Linked DNA regions of Drosophila melanogaster: region 2 is linked to region 1. A link is a contact called in public Hi-C data. All regions are on one chromosome and are shown on one strand. The core of a region is the stretch at or near the end of the contact, and the rest is flanking DNA. Distances in the headings are between cores, read along the strand shown.

What was found. A called contact is a pair of places that touch in the nucleus more often than the background predicts.
Region 2: a Hi-C map of the Kc167 cell line shows a contact between it and region 1, with 5 times the contacts expected there. A contact is called at or near these places in 7 of 107 Hi-C or Micro-C datasets (the D17-c3 cell line, the Kc167 cell line, the Ras3 cell line and 3 more) and 2 of 7 datasets of targeted methods (both in the Kc167 cell line).

Annotation. Positions count from the first base shown.
Region 1 is chr3R:30,102,306-30,109,824 of dm6, reverse strand. It overlaps lncRNA:CR46112 (long non-coding RNA:CR46112), which reads right to left and starts at 2,828. Exons shown (of 1, transcript NR_133483.1): 1 at 2,293-2,828. It overlaps sima (similar), which reads right to left. Exons shown (of 12, transcript NM_079845.4): 8 at 5,016-5,722; 9 at 43-530.
Region 2 is chr3R:30,274,374-30,281,892 of dm6, reverse strand. It overlaps heca (headcase), which reads right to left and starts at 3,961. Exons shown (of 6, transcript NM_001276174.1): 1 at 1,646-3,961. The coding sequence starts at 2,949.

The DNA.
Region 1 (7,519 bases), core at 1,579-4,078:
ATCAGTAAGGATAATCAATGCTTGAAAGTCTAGGTAACTCACCTTTGATGTGATGCTAGGCGAATGCAGATGTTGCGAGCAGCTTGTGTCATTCGACTCCTCGCGATAGTTGAACAGCGGATCGATGTTGCTGCTGCTGTTGCTGTTGTCGTGGTGCTGGGGATGATGCTGCTGCTGTTGTTGCTGCTGCTGCTGCTGGTTGTGATGTTGCTGTTGCTGCTGATGACTGGGATTGCTAGCGGTTGCCGTGGAATTGGGTGTAAGCGGGCTGAGCGGACTGTTGGCATAGCTATTATTGCTGCTACTGGTATTGCTGGGTGCAGAGGTGCTGCTGCTGCTGGGGCTCTGGTAGTGCTGGCCGCTGGCCGTCGTGGAGCAGGTGGTCGAGTCCAGGGAATTGATATCCTCGGGCAGCAGGCAGGTGCCCATGAGGCCAACCAACATGTCACTGAAGGGAGTCATCTCGTCCAGCTGAATGCAATTGGTGGAGGCCAGGTGGTGGGACAAATCGTCAGGTTCTTCCTTAAGCACTAAAATCGAAAAGAAAAGCATTCAGTTAGTGGCGGTTTCACCTAGTTTGCGCTGGGGTGCTACATCTCAATTCGGTTTTCGGTCTACTGTTAATTGTGGCTTGTGTGCTGCCGAAATTTCAATTATCGCTCGCCAGAGTCGCCCCTAATTGACAGCTCTCAATTGAATCTAATTGAAGGCAAATGCGCTCCCCTCATGAATTAGTCGCTCCAATTGCCTTCGCGGTGGAATCGAAGCAGAGCCATGATTTTTATGGCCGGACGACTCATTAATCAGCATTTCGGGCCTATTGACGTACGCGGAATAAATGCAAGCGAAGCGGTGCGAAAACAAACGCTCCTGAAACAGGAACTCAACAACGATAAGATCGCTGGATTTCAGGTTATTTTTACGGAATTGAGTAACTATCGGGTGCATCGCCCCAGATCAGGTGCAAGTTCCCTTATCAGTATGGGGTCTTGAACCAGGGGCGATCTTGCCGCTAGATTGGCCTGTGCGTCACCTACGTAGATCCTCTCATACTTATAGGTTCTTAAGCATCTAAGCCGTGTCTCAGCTATCAACCCATCCCGATCACGATCACCAGCCCCATCCCTATCCCATATGCCCGTCATGGGGTTTGCTATACTAGACGGTATGCTAATAAAACTGGTCCCAACCGCCTGTGTGTGCCGACTATTAAGTTGCAAAATGGAAATGAAAAACTAACTAAAACGACGGAGAGACCGCAGGCCAAATAGAATTTCAAATGCAAGCCCAAGTTCGTGAATATAAGTGCGAGTGCATTGTTTGCCTTTGGCTCAGCCGCTTACTTCTATCAAAGAGCCATATATAATACGGATAAATCCCAACTGCGGCAACTGCCACCAGGCAGCCATATAAGCCAGAATATAGTAAGCAGATTGCCTGGAATGGGCTCGCGCCTCCTCACCAGCCCACAAGCGGCTTAGTCAATGCATTTCACATGCAGAGAAATAATGCTTTTTAAATATAGTTCCGTTACTCAAAACTTCTAGTAAAACAACCTAATTTATGGTTGATATTTGAATGCATGGTCACACCATGTTATCTATTGCACGACACAGCGATATGGTCCCTCTAAAAATCTAGTCTATGCATCATTTTCTCTACGTGCAGAACATATTCCAATGCCATTTTTAGGAAAGCGGCAATAAAGATCTGATTAGCGGTGTGTTAGGGATTTGCACAGCTTGTAGCTGGCATCTGCTTGCTCTTGCGGTCGTTGCATTCGACACAAACAAATTAATTAACAATGCAGGCCCAAAGGTCTGACGCCCCGCATGCCCCAGCCCCTTCTTTATGGAGCCCCCAACCCGGCAGTGTGACTTGTAATTATGGCACTCGAGTGCTACTCAACGTTGGCAAAGCTTTTTGCGGAAAAAACAACAGAAATTATGGCGCACGATAATACGGCACACACAGAACTGAACAGAACCGAAAACACAGCCCATCGGGGGTCTATGTCTATCTGTATCTTTATCGGAATCGAGGAGTGCATTTTATGAGATATTTGCAAAGTGCTTCTATATATTACAGCTAATCGAATGTGTTGTTTTTCGTGAAGGTGCAAGGCCGGGAATGGCATTTAGCGGCTATCTGGCTAACTGCGCCTACACGCAAGGCTAAAGAGGACGGAGCAGCTGCGACTGTTTCTTGGCCAAGGACTGCGTACAACTGTCGAAAGGAATCTATTGAAAGGCATTTTGCTTAAAAGATATATAAACTCATTTGTCGGAGATTAATTTATGTTATTTAAAGTCTTTTAATCGCCTTTTTGATCAGTCATTCAAAGAACACAGCATTTCTTTATGTGCAACCGATGAGAGGTCGGTCGTGAGAAACTTGTGAAAGGCATCTCTGCACTTGAGCCACATTCGGTGCACTTGAGGCGTGTGTGCTGTATTCGAAGGTTTTCGAGGGAACAGGTTGCCGCATTAGCACTCACAAAAAATTCATACCGTCGGTGTATGCTCAACGCGTGACTGCGAGGAATCTTCGGGACAATTGGAGAGAACCCAGAACACAGAACCCAGAGGCCGGGAGCAAAACGTCTTCAATTTAAATAAATTTATGTCATCATCTGCAATTGAAGACGGCGACTCGTGACGTGACGTAGTTCCAAATCAAAATCGGAATATGTAAACAACGGACACGGGCACTTAAGAACTAACCCGCAGAGATCAGAAGAGAGCCACCACCAAATGGGGACAGGCAGGGCGTGATGTGATGCTGGAAAGCTTGAGCTTCGGCTATTTATTGTAGCTTTATGTAAGAGCCCGAAAATACTGACAGCTTACACAGCAGCCGCCACAGACCTGAAATCAGGCTCGGACACATCATATCAGCTGTGAACTTGAACCCGGGTGATTAGCAGCAGAGAATCCAATCCAACCATTCGACCGTCTGTTATTTTTATTCCCCATTTGTGCTTCTGGTCGTGATGGGCGCGCTTATCACGCGTGCTAATCACGATAGAAGTGCGTTGTCCATATTCCCCTTCGATCCCAAGCCCCAATTTCCAACCGCCTCCTCCTCCTACTCGCATAGCATAACTGGCCTGTATCGGCCAATTGATATTTATGGCCAAGGTGGTGCTCCCAGCCGTGTGCTATCGTTACAAATATTTGCTTTTGTAGATTGGGAGTGGATAAGAGCATAAGGTAATTACACTGGCCAGGCACTTTGTTTTTGTTTGGCAACGAGTTACTTTTGTTTGGGCAGCGAGAAGAATTCCCTCCCGATTATCTGTGCCTTGAAAACGCAAGTATCTGACGACCGGCAATCGAGGCGATCGAGTGTTACAACTGATTAGACTGACGAACGGAATATTTGAGGTGTTTGGAAAAATACCAAACAACCAAACAAACGCGGTGACAAAAATTACATAAAAACACCGGCTACTCATCATCATGATCCCCTTAAGGCAATCTGATTCGAGGCATTTCCCCTGTTTATTTACGTTCCACGAAACAAAAATAAATATAGCCGACGCGTTAGAAGAAAGTAAAGCAAAGTAGACTACATCCGAGTCTGCAGGCCCAGCAAAATGTCAACACAAACGAAAGCGAGCGCGATTAGAGGCTGCAGGTCCACTTGAAAGTGTCGAATATACACCCAACATTTCGGGGGGCCAATGGATCTGGAAAGGGGAACTCGGGCTACCCAGGCAACACAACATGCGACACAGCAGCGCTTGATCCATCGACGGACCTTGGCACACGCGCCAAAAATTCAGCTCTCCACTGCCCCTGGTTTTCACTCTTTTTTAGAGGACCCCCGCCTTCCCCCCGATGACAGGCACATCGCTTAGCATATTAATTGGCTCAAGTTAATATTCATATTTCTGTTTTTTGTCACCAGGCGGCAGAAGCTGCCAGCGAAAAAAAAAAAAAAAAAAGAAAATAAAAGAGTGGAAAAATTCACTCGATGGGCACAAAAAAACATTCGAAATACACAAATATTCGAATAGAGAAATGAAAAGAGTGGGCAAAACAATCGGTGACGTTTTTTCTGAATAATTTAATCATATGATTTCTAGTGGGAAATATTATAGAAATGTGTTTACGATCGAGAACGGTTTGTAGCCTGCTATTTTAAGAACAAATTAAACCATTAACTAAATACGCCCATAACGAAAGTAAAGTACTAACGGCAAGGGTAGAATTTTAATAAGGCCTATTATACATTGAAATCAAAAATATGCTTTGATGTAACACGCGACGTATACACAATAACCCACCATTCAGAACATTCGAATTGATTACCTAAGTTAACCCACTTTACAGTGCCATATATTGACCCATTCCATGGCGGCGATCTTCACTCTTAAAAACAAAACCAACACCAGCAAACTCTAATCTTGCAATAAACGATCCCCCACGGTTCCACATACACACAACACTGCGTATGCGTAATGCCGGCAAATTGTGACATAAGAGCCGGGCAATTGCATCGTCAACCGGCTTGCGGTTAAGTACGGATGGGAATGGGAATCGGAATCCACCCCTCCTAGTATATAGCCCTCCATATATACACCGCACCATTATATACCTTGCTGTGTGCACTTATCAGGCGAGCGAAAAACTACTCAAAAGCGGTTTGCGAATCTTTCCTGTTTTGTAGTATTTTCAACACTTATCAGCTGATTCAACCACACCTTCCCTAACAACCGAATTTAGTTATGTAGCGCAAGGTGTGTTACAGAAATCTCTATCGTTTAACTACTGACTTACTAATATAAGATATAGTGTAGCTTGATAAGAGCATACTCATAAATGATTACGTTGCCATAACTATTTATACAGTATCTAACTTAGCAGCTCTTTAATTAGGAAATGAAAACCGTAGAGTGCTCAAATGCATAGTACGTGAATTCTTGAGAGTTTGTGAAAGGTAAAAGATAGAGATCTCCGTAACATTTCCTTGTGTTTCTAGAAAGAAAGAAGAAGGAGGGTGGTACTTACTTGTCAGACCTCGTCCATCGTCGGCAAATAGCGAACAGAATCCTTTACTCATATCTTGAGCTGGTTGCTGGGGATTCTGCAGTTGGGTTTGCTGTGCGATCTGCAGCTGCTGATTGCTCGAGGAGATTATGGCTGCCGTAGCGGTGGTGGTTGGCGGCAGATTGGGCTCCACGCCGAGCGGAGTCTTCTTGCAGAGCACCGCTGTGGGCGGTGGTGTTAGGGGTGGAGCTGGACTCGGGCGGAGGACCGAAGCGGTCACCGACTTGGGACGCTTCTCCTCGGGACGCAGTCCGCTGCTACTGCCGCTGAGCAGCTGGGCAGTGATGGTGCGCGGTCCTGGCGAGTGGTTCTCCCGCTTGATGAGCAACTCCGCCTGGAGGATCTGCTTGTACGGATTGCTCTCGGGCAGCTGCTTTATCTGGTCAGCCGTTGAGGTTGCAGTTACTGGTGGGATTGTTGCAATTGTTTTGGTTTCCTCGATGGTTTTCTCTGCTTTCTCGCTCTCAAGTTGCAATGGCTTAGCTTGCAGCTCTGAGGTGTGAATAGGTGTGTTTACTGTTTCCTTGGTTTCCTGAGCGATTATTTCGGGATCGGCTGCTTTTTCGGGCTCCTTCTCGGTTTCAGCTGCTTGGTGGTGTTGTTCCTTTTGCTCACTTGCCGCCGTTTGTTGAGCAAGTGAGTATATCTCATGTTTATTCTCAAGATTACTGCAAGATGAAGAGGCACAAACGCGATTCGAATTGGGTTTAATTGAAATGCTTGTTTTCGGTAACTTATTCGCGTTGCACTCGTTTGTTACACCACGGCGAGAAAAGCGATTCGCGGGATTCGTTCGAAAGTATCTGAACAATGCAATGCGTCTCAGTATCTCAAAAGAGTATACGGCGCTCTTTTCAAGCAATCAGCTGACACAGCTGCTTGCCACTCGTTCTGGGTTAGTAAATACCAATTAACTAGACTAATTAACTCTACGTGTCCCCTAACGAGCCGAATTGAGCCGATATTTCTATAGTAAAACGAACCCCTTCGTTTGAGAACATGGAAAGAAATACAATATCATTCTTTGCAAAGGTTAATATCACTTATCAAACGCTGTTTTGATAACACTGTTCACCAATTGAGAATTCCAAATCATCATCATCAGTTGAAAATTCCCAAAGAACTAATTTTAGTGCACCTTTATTGCAGGTAAAAGTCCGTGTAGCGTTGGGTCAAACGTGATCACCGACCATTCCTATTCAGAATTAGCGACTTATGGGCGGTTTCCTAGGTTTCACAACTGCCATCGGAAAATTTTCGCCCGCCGATAAGTCACGTTTCCCCAATGCCAGACCGATTTTTTAACATTATCAATTATCCAAGCGAAATCAGAATCGGCTGGCCATCGTTCATATTGTTTTTTTTTTCTATTCCTTTCAGTCGTGATAGATAGCAATGCCACTAGGTGGGTGTGTCCCAAGAACAACAGCGAGACCAGACCCAGATTGATAAGCAGCTCCGAGCTGCTACAGGGTGTAATCAGTAATCCGATGGAACCGCAACCAGAACCAAAATCCGTAGAGAACCCGGCAACTGCCGTGATGTCTCAGGAACTTTGATTCCACCTCTCTTGCGATAAGATACGAGCATTCGCGCGATCGGCAGACTCATCCTGATCCGTAGTACGGCGGACGGGCGACGACGTCTCCGTCCGGAGTGCCTACGTTAAACGGCCGTAAAACTGTGCATGCACGGAGTGCCTGAGAGTCAAGCGCTGAGCGCGTGAAGCCCCCGTGGGGCCCCCGTGAAGCCCCCGTGGGGCCCCCGTGAAGCCCCCGTGGAATGCGTGCTGCGACTGATCTGGCGATAAAGGCGCCATCGCACGATAACTATACTATATGAGTCTCGTCGAGTGCTGGACTTGATGAGGCGGAATACTAACACCAACACCAACGCCAAAACAAACAGCCGAACAGTATTATTTATAATTTCCAGTGGTAGCGGGCGCAACAACAGCAACACAGGCAGTTAAACTTTTTGGGGGCTCGTCCCTCTGGTGAAATAGTACAAAATACGTCGTTCGAGAAGTGGTTATAGGGGCAGCTCGACATTGAAGTGAAGGGTCTTTTGTCTTCTGTCCACGGGGCAATCGAAGATCTGCGATTTCCTCGAGGGTGACCAACCCACTTTCTGGGCGGAAAAGGAGGCTCAATGTCACACGACTTGCAGGGAGTTGCGCAATTCGACAAGAATCGATTGATTAGTGGGATTGGGTGACATACGCCCAGAGAACACACCCACCCAACCAATATTATGCCGGAAGGCATTGAGTGGACAATAACAGTCACAACCTATAGATATGGACGGACGTAGTTGGATCTGGGCTGCTGATACACTTAAATAATTGCTTCATCTTCATTGTTGAGCTCGACAATTGTTTGGGGCCCGTCGCCTGACACGGGCCAGTCCCAACCAGTTAGAACCGACGATCGGTACCGGTGGGTCTGCCCCTTTTCGTGGCGGAG
Region 2 (7,519 bases), core at 2,712-5,211, 170 kb before region 1:
GAGGGGACGAGCCGAACACATTCATTCATTAAACAGAGACGGCAAATTTAAAGGGAAAGGCAAGAACTTTTGGCTTTCCTCTTTTCTTATTTTTTTTTGCTCACCTTTTTGAATCAGCAAAGTTTGTTTATCATGGCAGCAACAACAAAAATTAAATAAAATAAAAATGGGCCGCGTGTGGCGCTAAAAATAAACGCCAGTAAATGCAAACAAAACAAGAAATGAGAAATGGAAATACAAAAAAACGAGAGGCGATAAACAATTTTATGGACGTTTATTTTTGAATTAAACGCAAATCATCACAAAAATGCTGATAAGCAGGAACCAAAAAAGAATGCAAGAGGCAAGAAATTGCATTTGAAATTGAGAGAACACCGAAACTTGGATACCCTAATATAGTTTAAATAGAAAAGGATCGGCCGAACTAAATATAGCTTTTACTTAAAAGCTTTTATAAAAAAGCAGATTTTACTGTTTATCGCTAAAACAGCAATTCCGCATTTTAGGTTAAAAAAAAGAGACATGCAAAAAAAAAAGTGTGGCCTTGAAAAGTGTGCAAAACAGAGAGTGAGATAGAGAGCGAAATCCAGAAGAATGAATGGAATTATGCCATAGAAGGCAAAACAAAGTTCTCAGCTTGGAAAGAGAGGGCAAGCTGCCGCGCGAAAGAGATGGACAGAGGGTGAGGGGTTGGGATTCTTAAAACCTGAAGATCGCGTTCAAAACAACAACATTAAAAAAAAAAAAAACACAAAAAGCGATCTAATTCCTCTTCGTGTTGTTCTCCTATTCGCATTTTTTTTTTTTTTTGATCGCAATGAAATAAATAATAGTATTCGCTGCTCTGGGAAACGGAAATATTAAAAGTAGGCACAAAATAAATAAGAACAAGAACACATCTGGGAAACATACCATACGATAAATGTCCGCTGCTATATGGCAGCATATAAATTTCAATAATTTTTCATTGCCTATGATTTATGAGTAAAAAGAATGCCAATGAAGAGTGAAGAACTACAGCAGAATAAAAGAAAGAAAGCCTTGACCCACCGAAAGCAACAAAACAAAAGATTATAATATTTTATTCATTCCCTCTGAGTTGATGCAAATCGTCGACTTCCTTAAGGGGAAAATATTCGCAAATTTCTCGAATAAACCAGCGCATTTTATTTAATATTTCTGCAAATATTGTCTGTATTTCGCAGCTGTTCAGTCGTCAAGGTTATATAATCTATGGAACCGGCAAACGAACGAAAAACGGGCAAACAAACGCCTCAATTGTTGATAACACTGTGCAACACGATAAAGGAACGAGAGTATCAATCTGGTATCTATTTGGCATGTTTGTTGATAACACCTGAAGCCACTGGAAGTTTTATCAAAGGAAAAGCTAAACAAAACTTATAACAACTGCAGTAAATAAATTCGAAATATTAAGGCCCCCCTTGTCGTTCAGTGTAATTGATAAAAGTTTTGTGAATAAATATTGAAACGCTTATGTACCCCAACCACATGCTGGGGAATTTCGCCACACAAATTTCGCTTTGTTAAACAAGTTAACCAAGTATTTAAGATGAAATTCTAGACAATAAGACTATAGCTCCTTATAATCTATATGGTTATCATGATGATATCTTGTACTTACCGCACTCGATCGGAATAGAGTTCGACCTCCTTGTTCTTCTGCTGCTGCACAAGTTGCTGCTGCTCGTAGCTGGCCAATGGCTTGAAGTTGCTGATATTGGCCAAAGCAGGCAGGTTATTCTGCTGCTGCTGTTGTTGTTGCAGCTGCTGCTGCTGCTGCTGCTGGGGAGCAATCAGCAGATTCTTGGACAAGCCCAATCCATTTTGCAAAAGGTTGCTGCCGAAAGCTGGACCCAGAGGCTGGATCAGCAGCGACTGCTGCTGTTGCTGCTGCTGCTGTGGCAGCAATTGCTGCACCGGCGACACGGATATCTCGCCACTGGACTGGGAGTCCGAGGGCGAGGTGGATCCACTGCCAGCTCCACTGGAGGATAGGCTGCCAGCCCTGGCGCGCAGGTCCAGGCCGAGGACATTGTTCGTATTGAGGATGTTGCTGAAAGTGGCCAGCGCACTGGTCTGCAGAACGCCGGAGGAGCCGTTGTTGCCACTGCTGCCATTGCTGGCGGTGTTGCCGTTGTTGTGGGGCAAACCCGACCCTATGACGCCCACATTGGGATTGGGCGTGAGTCCGGCGTAGCTGTTGCCGTTGTTGTTGCTCAAGGGGGTTTTGGTGTTGCCATTGACACCAGCACCACCACCACCGCCGCCGCCGTTGTTGTTGTTGTTGTTGCGGTTCCTCTTCTTCTTGGCCTTCTTCTTGTCGTCGTCCTCGCTGAGGCTGCCATTGGCCAGAGTGGGCCGGTTGCCAGACCCGTTGAGGTATATGACGCCCTGGCTGCTCGGCGGCACCCAGTCGAGGTCCTTGCGCAATTGTCCCCTGCCGCACTTGCAGCTGCAGGCCTTCTGGACCAGCTCGTAGCCCTTCTTGGTCCACAGGTGCTGCAGACGCTGCCGCTCCGACCAGGATCGAGCACGACCGTTGGCCTTCAGTGCCTGCAGCACGCTCGCCTCCCACCACTCGAAGCACTCGCGATGCATGTACTGGCCTGCGCTGCAGTTCTCGTTGTTGCACAGCACACGGATGCAGTCCGCCAGGGAGAGCTCGTTCAGGTGTATCAGGGTGTCCAGTTTGCGACAGTCTCCGCTGGGCAGGCAGCAGTGGACCATGCCCCCGCCGCCAACGCCGCCAACGCCACCGGTTCCCTGCATGGGCGCCATTAGGACGCCTGAAGAATTCACGTTCTCCGCGTAGAACTGCAGCAGTTGATGCTGCTGCGTCTGGTGCTGCTGCTGCAACTGTTGCTGGTGCTGCTGCTGGGTGCTGTTGCCGCTGCTGCTGATGTTGCTGTTGCGACGCGGAGCCATAAATTTGTGTTTTTTCCTCTTAATATGCACTCGTTGCGGCGAAAAACTTGGTTGGTTGGCTGGGTTGGCTGTCCTCGAGAATCCTCAATCTCTATTTCGAATCAGCATTTTGCCAACGATTATGAATTTCAAAATATTGCTTGTTGATTTTTTCGCGATTTTATGGTGCGATTTGCGGTCTATATAAATGCTGCTGGCATATATTTATTTATTTTTGAACCGATTCCAGAATATATTTCAACTGATGGTTTTGGCAGATCCAGTGAGTTTTCGTGAATTTTAGTGGGTTTTTGTAAATTTTTAGAAATTTTGCAGACAAAAGTCTGATTTTATACGGAATTTAATTTTTTTGTGTATAGTAAATGCTTGTTATTTTAGCGATTTAGTCTGTTTAGGTTTTAACTTTTCGGTTGCCTTTTTCAATTGTTTTCAGTTGGATTTTCCGAGTGGGTTTCTACCGAGATTGGTATTATTTTTAACTTGATGGGTAATTGCTTTCACTTATTGCTTTAAAAATTGTACACCTCCTTGCTGTGTGTATCAAAAATACTTCGAAAAATTCCCGTCAATGCAGTCTGTTGTGTTTTGCGTAATTTTCTGTTTTGTTGTTGTACCTGAGCTGAGTTTATTGTTGTTGTAGAACTTTAAGTATCAAAAATTGTTTTTTTTTTATTGTTTATCTTCGCTTCGTCCCTATCTCCCTCTCACACGATCGTTCGCTCTCATTCACACACGCGGCGCCATGTTCGGCAATTTTTCACATTTTGCTTCGCTTTCTGCGTTTATTTCTTTGCGCCTCTTATTTTTTTGCCGGCAAACAAAAAGGATTAGAGGATAGTGTAAATTTCCGATTGGTTTTTAGTCGCAGGACAATTGTAAACTGGAGTGTTCCTCTTCGATTTATTCGGTTTTGCTAGTTCTCCTGTTTTCCGTTTTTTCCCACCACGAGCGGCGCACGCAGAGAGAAGCCAAAAAACACAACCAACCAGATCGAAAGCGAAATTCAAACTGTTTTTGGTCTGTGCTTGCTCGCCGCGTTCGAACATCGCGCGTCGAACATCGCTGCCGGCGTCGCTGCTTGGCATTGGCAGCGAAGTTGGAGTTTTCCTCCACTCCGATTTTCCGCACTTCTTCATTCCGTTTTTCGGGGTTGGTGGGTGGTGGTTGGCTGGTTTTCACTTTCCACCACCGCCGCCAACCGCTCGCTTTTCATTCGGTGGAAAACTGAACAGATTTTTGGCGCTAAAATGAGAAATGGTGGGGGAAAATTGCGGAAGGGGCTACAAAAAAAGTGTCTAATTCACTAGAATTTTCCACTGTAGGCCAGAATTTGGTACATTTTCCCACTTTACAACGGAACTTTTGATAGCAGTTACATACTTGATTAGATTAAATGTCTTAAAAATATATGTAGGAGTTTAGACTTTTGTTAATAAGCTTCATTTCCATAGAAAATGTTTCTATCAAGCCGTATTTTCTTTAAACTAATAAGAATAATAATAACATGTTTCTAACTTTATAGCCAAAAAGGAATATATATTTCTCCCTATGTTTTGGTTCCAAAATTAAATGAATTCGATTATTATTAAATAATCTAAATTTAATTATTTATTAGAATTTTTAGATTTTACATCCATTTCATTTACAATTAGGAGCTCTCGATGATTCGCCAAAATTCACTTTCGTTGCGGCTCGAAGCTGGTTCGAATCAAGTTCGAAGCCGGTCGTTTCCCCTCCAACATGTTCGACTGCAGTTGCCATGCGAACGTCGAGCGCGTTGGCTCTGTTCCACATGCATGGAGCGTGCATATGTGTTTGTGCCAGAAACCGGCAAAGTAAACAACATGAAAACAGGGTTGCCGAGTCGCTGGAACTCGAACTTGCAGCGCACTTTTGCTTTCCGTGGCTAATCTTTTAATTCCAGTGGAAGTGGAAATGCCGTTCGATGTCTCCATCTCCCTCTGTCGGAACTGCCGTTCTCTGTCGCACGCTTCGATTGCTGTTATATATTTACATACAAACGTATCTATATAATCCCCTATATATTCGCAAGCACATTTGCACAAAAATACAAATACAATGAATGCATGCGAGTGCTGGCAATAAAAGTGGCAGAGACAAAAAGGAAGAGAATTAAAACATTGAACGAAAAAGAGTTGAAGATACCCTACCTTGAATTAAAACAACCAATTAAAACTTGAATACGCAGACCTATTACTGCTTTCAATTGAAACAAGTATGTACATATGTATGAATAATTGTAATAGTTAAATTGTTGATATTAGTCCTAAGATTACGAATATCGCAGGTAACTTTTGTATTATGACTACTTATTTGTGTTTTGACTGTAGGGTATTAAAGTTGCCACCAAAACCCAAATAAGCTTTCAAACGTAGAGCCTTTTTATTGTATCCTCGCCTTTGTGTATATATGTACATACACACATATAAAAATTCCCGCTGTGTTGCAAAAAAAAAAAGTATGCGAAAACGAATAAGAAGAAGCGGTAGAAATGGCAAAAAACAGGCACGTGTAGAACGAAAAGTGGTAAAGGGAAGGGATCTCGCAACCAGATGGGGTTTTCTTATAGGACTCAGGATCTCAGGATCCGGGGTTCTATTCTTTTGGTAACTGCGGTGCAAAGTCAAGGTCCAATTCCACTTATTTTCGAGTCAAACTGCGCAGTTTCCATTTTTTTCTCTCGATTTTGACCTGCCGGGTAGAAGAAGAGCGAGCAGGAGGGAGAGAACCAGAGGGTTCTGATATAATAATTAAGTCAGTCAGGTAGGCAGATCGGCAGCCATTGCGTAATAGGATCGTACGTACGAGTATATTTAGGTATGCATGTATGTAATTATGTATGTATAGGTTGTTTGTTGTTCTAGCTAAAGGATCGTCGGTGGAGAGGGTAAAAGAACAAAGGAGGGGCGAACTAGTTTGTTGTTGTTGTCATCGCCGCTTTATAATTCTCAAGGATTTCGCTTTGTGTTCTCTTCGACTCTGACCTAATTTTAATGACCAATGCATAACGAAAAAATAATAATAATAAGAAGAAGAAGATGGCATGTGTTCAAAGCGAAAAGGGAGAAGAGAAGAGGAGAGAGTCTGAAGCCGCGGGCAAAAGCTGAGCTCATAATTCTTCGGCGACACGCATCAAGTTTAATTTGCATAATTAATGGCAATGCAGGACTGCAACCCTGGGGGCCGAAAAAAGAGTTGCCAGGTCGTTAAGTTATGTTTTTAAATTAGGAATTAGGTATGAACCTATGTATGAAATGAAATGAAATTTCATAATTATTTCTATATTAGGCTACTGCCTCTAAGTTCCGATCTCTAAGCCATTTTAATGGGTAAACTTCTGCTTATTTATGTCCCATAACTTCAAATATTAAAGTGATGCCTGTGTGTGTGTTCTTTGCAACTTTCTGCGTGTTTCTTCGCTTCCTGTTTGGCTTCTAACCAGGGTGTGAAAGCGGTTTCTTCGAAGGAGGAACTTCGCGGTGGCGTAAGAGTATCTGCAAGATACTCGTTCGGATGGATAGGCAAACCCAACGCGAATTCCCTACCTCCTCCCTCCCACGTTTTAGCCATAGCCATCCATTTGTGCAGGCCTTTCCTTGTGTTTTTCGCCGTTCCTTCGCTTCAAAAGTCCCGAGGGTGTTTTGGGCAGATGTGTTCGACACCCACCCGTACTCCTCCATCCATCCAAACCCTCCTTCATCACTCCGCTCCTCTGGCAGAGCAGCATTATTTGTAATTACTCATACTACCGCGTTTATCCAATCGGAAGCAACTTTGAAACCCAAAATAGGGTTTGAAATTCAACTGGCATGGCAACCCGACTCAACCTCAAACCGTTCAAACTTCGTACATAGCGGTAAACATAATACATGCCAAATATATAGCCATAAAAAGAGACAAAACGGCGGAGAGAGTCGTGTTTTTCACTCGACGGAGGGTGTCGTAATTTCGTTTCGTTGCCAAAAATAACCCAAACTCCATTTTGTTGCCACTTGTCGACGGATGCAGATGATGGTGGATTCGTTAGGCAAGCAGCAGAAGGGTCCAGAACTCCGGCTGCGTCCCTTTTTGCGCCTCTTTTGGGCGGCTGGGGGCTTCAATGTGGGTCTGATTCACGCAGCTCTGCTTACATAAGCGAAATGAAGTCAGCATTCGCCCTATAGACATACATATTCCCACTTAACGAACGGATGTGCTACACTCCAATCGGATTGAAACCATTATGTCAACCAAGGAAACTACATACAAAGTATGTAGTTGGAAAATATTTCAAGAGTTTTCTTGATATCTATGAAATAAAGTTTATGGGTAAAGAAAGTAACAAATACATACTTAGAAGCCTAATTTAAGGTATTAGTTCCGTTTCTATACTCATTAAATCAATTTTTAACATAATGAGTGAAGGTTAGTCCTAAACTATCAAATTTAGCTTTATAGGAATGATCATGAATGTATGAAAGCACTTCAAGGAGTATATATGGCATATACATATCAAATATAATAAATATCAAAAATGCTTTTAGTCAAATGATATATACCAAATATGTTT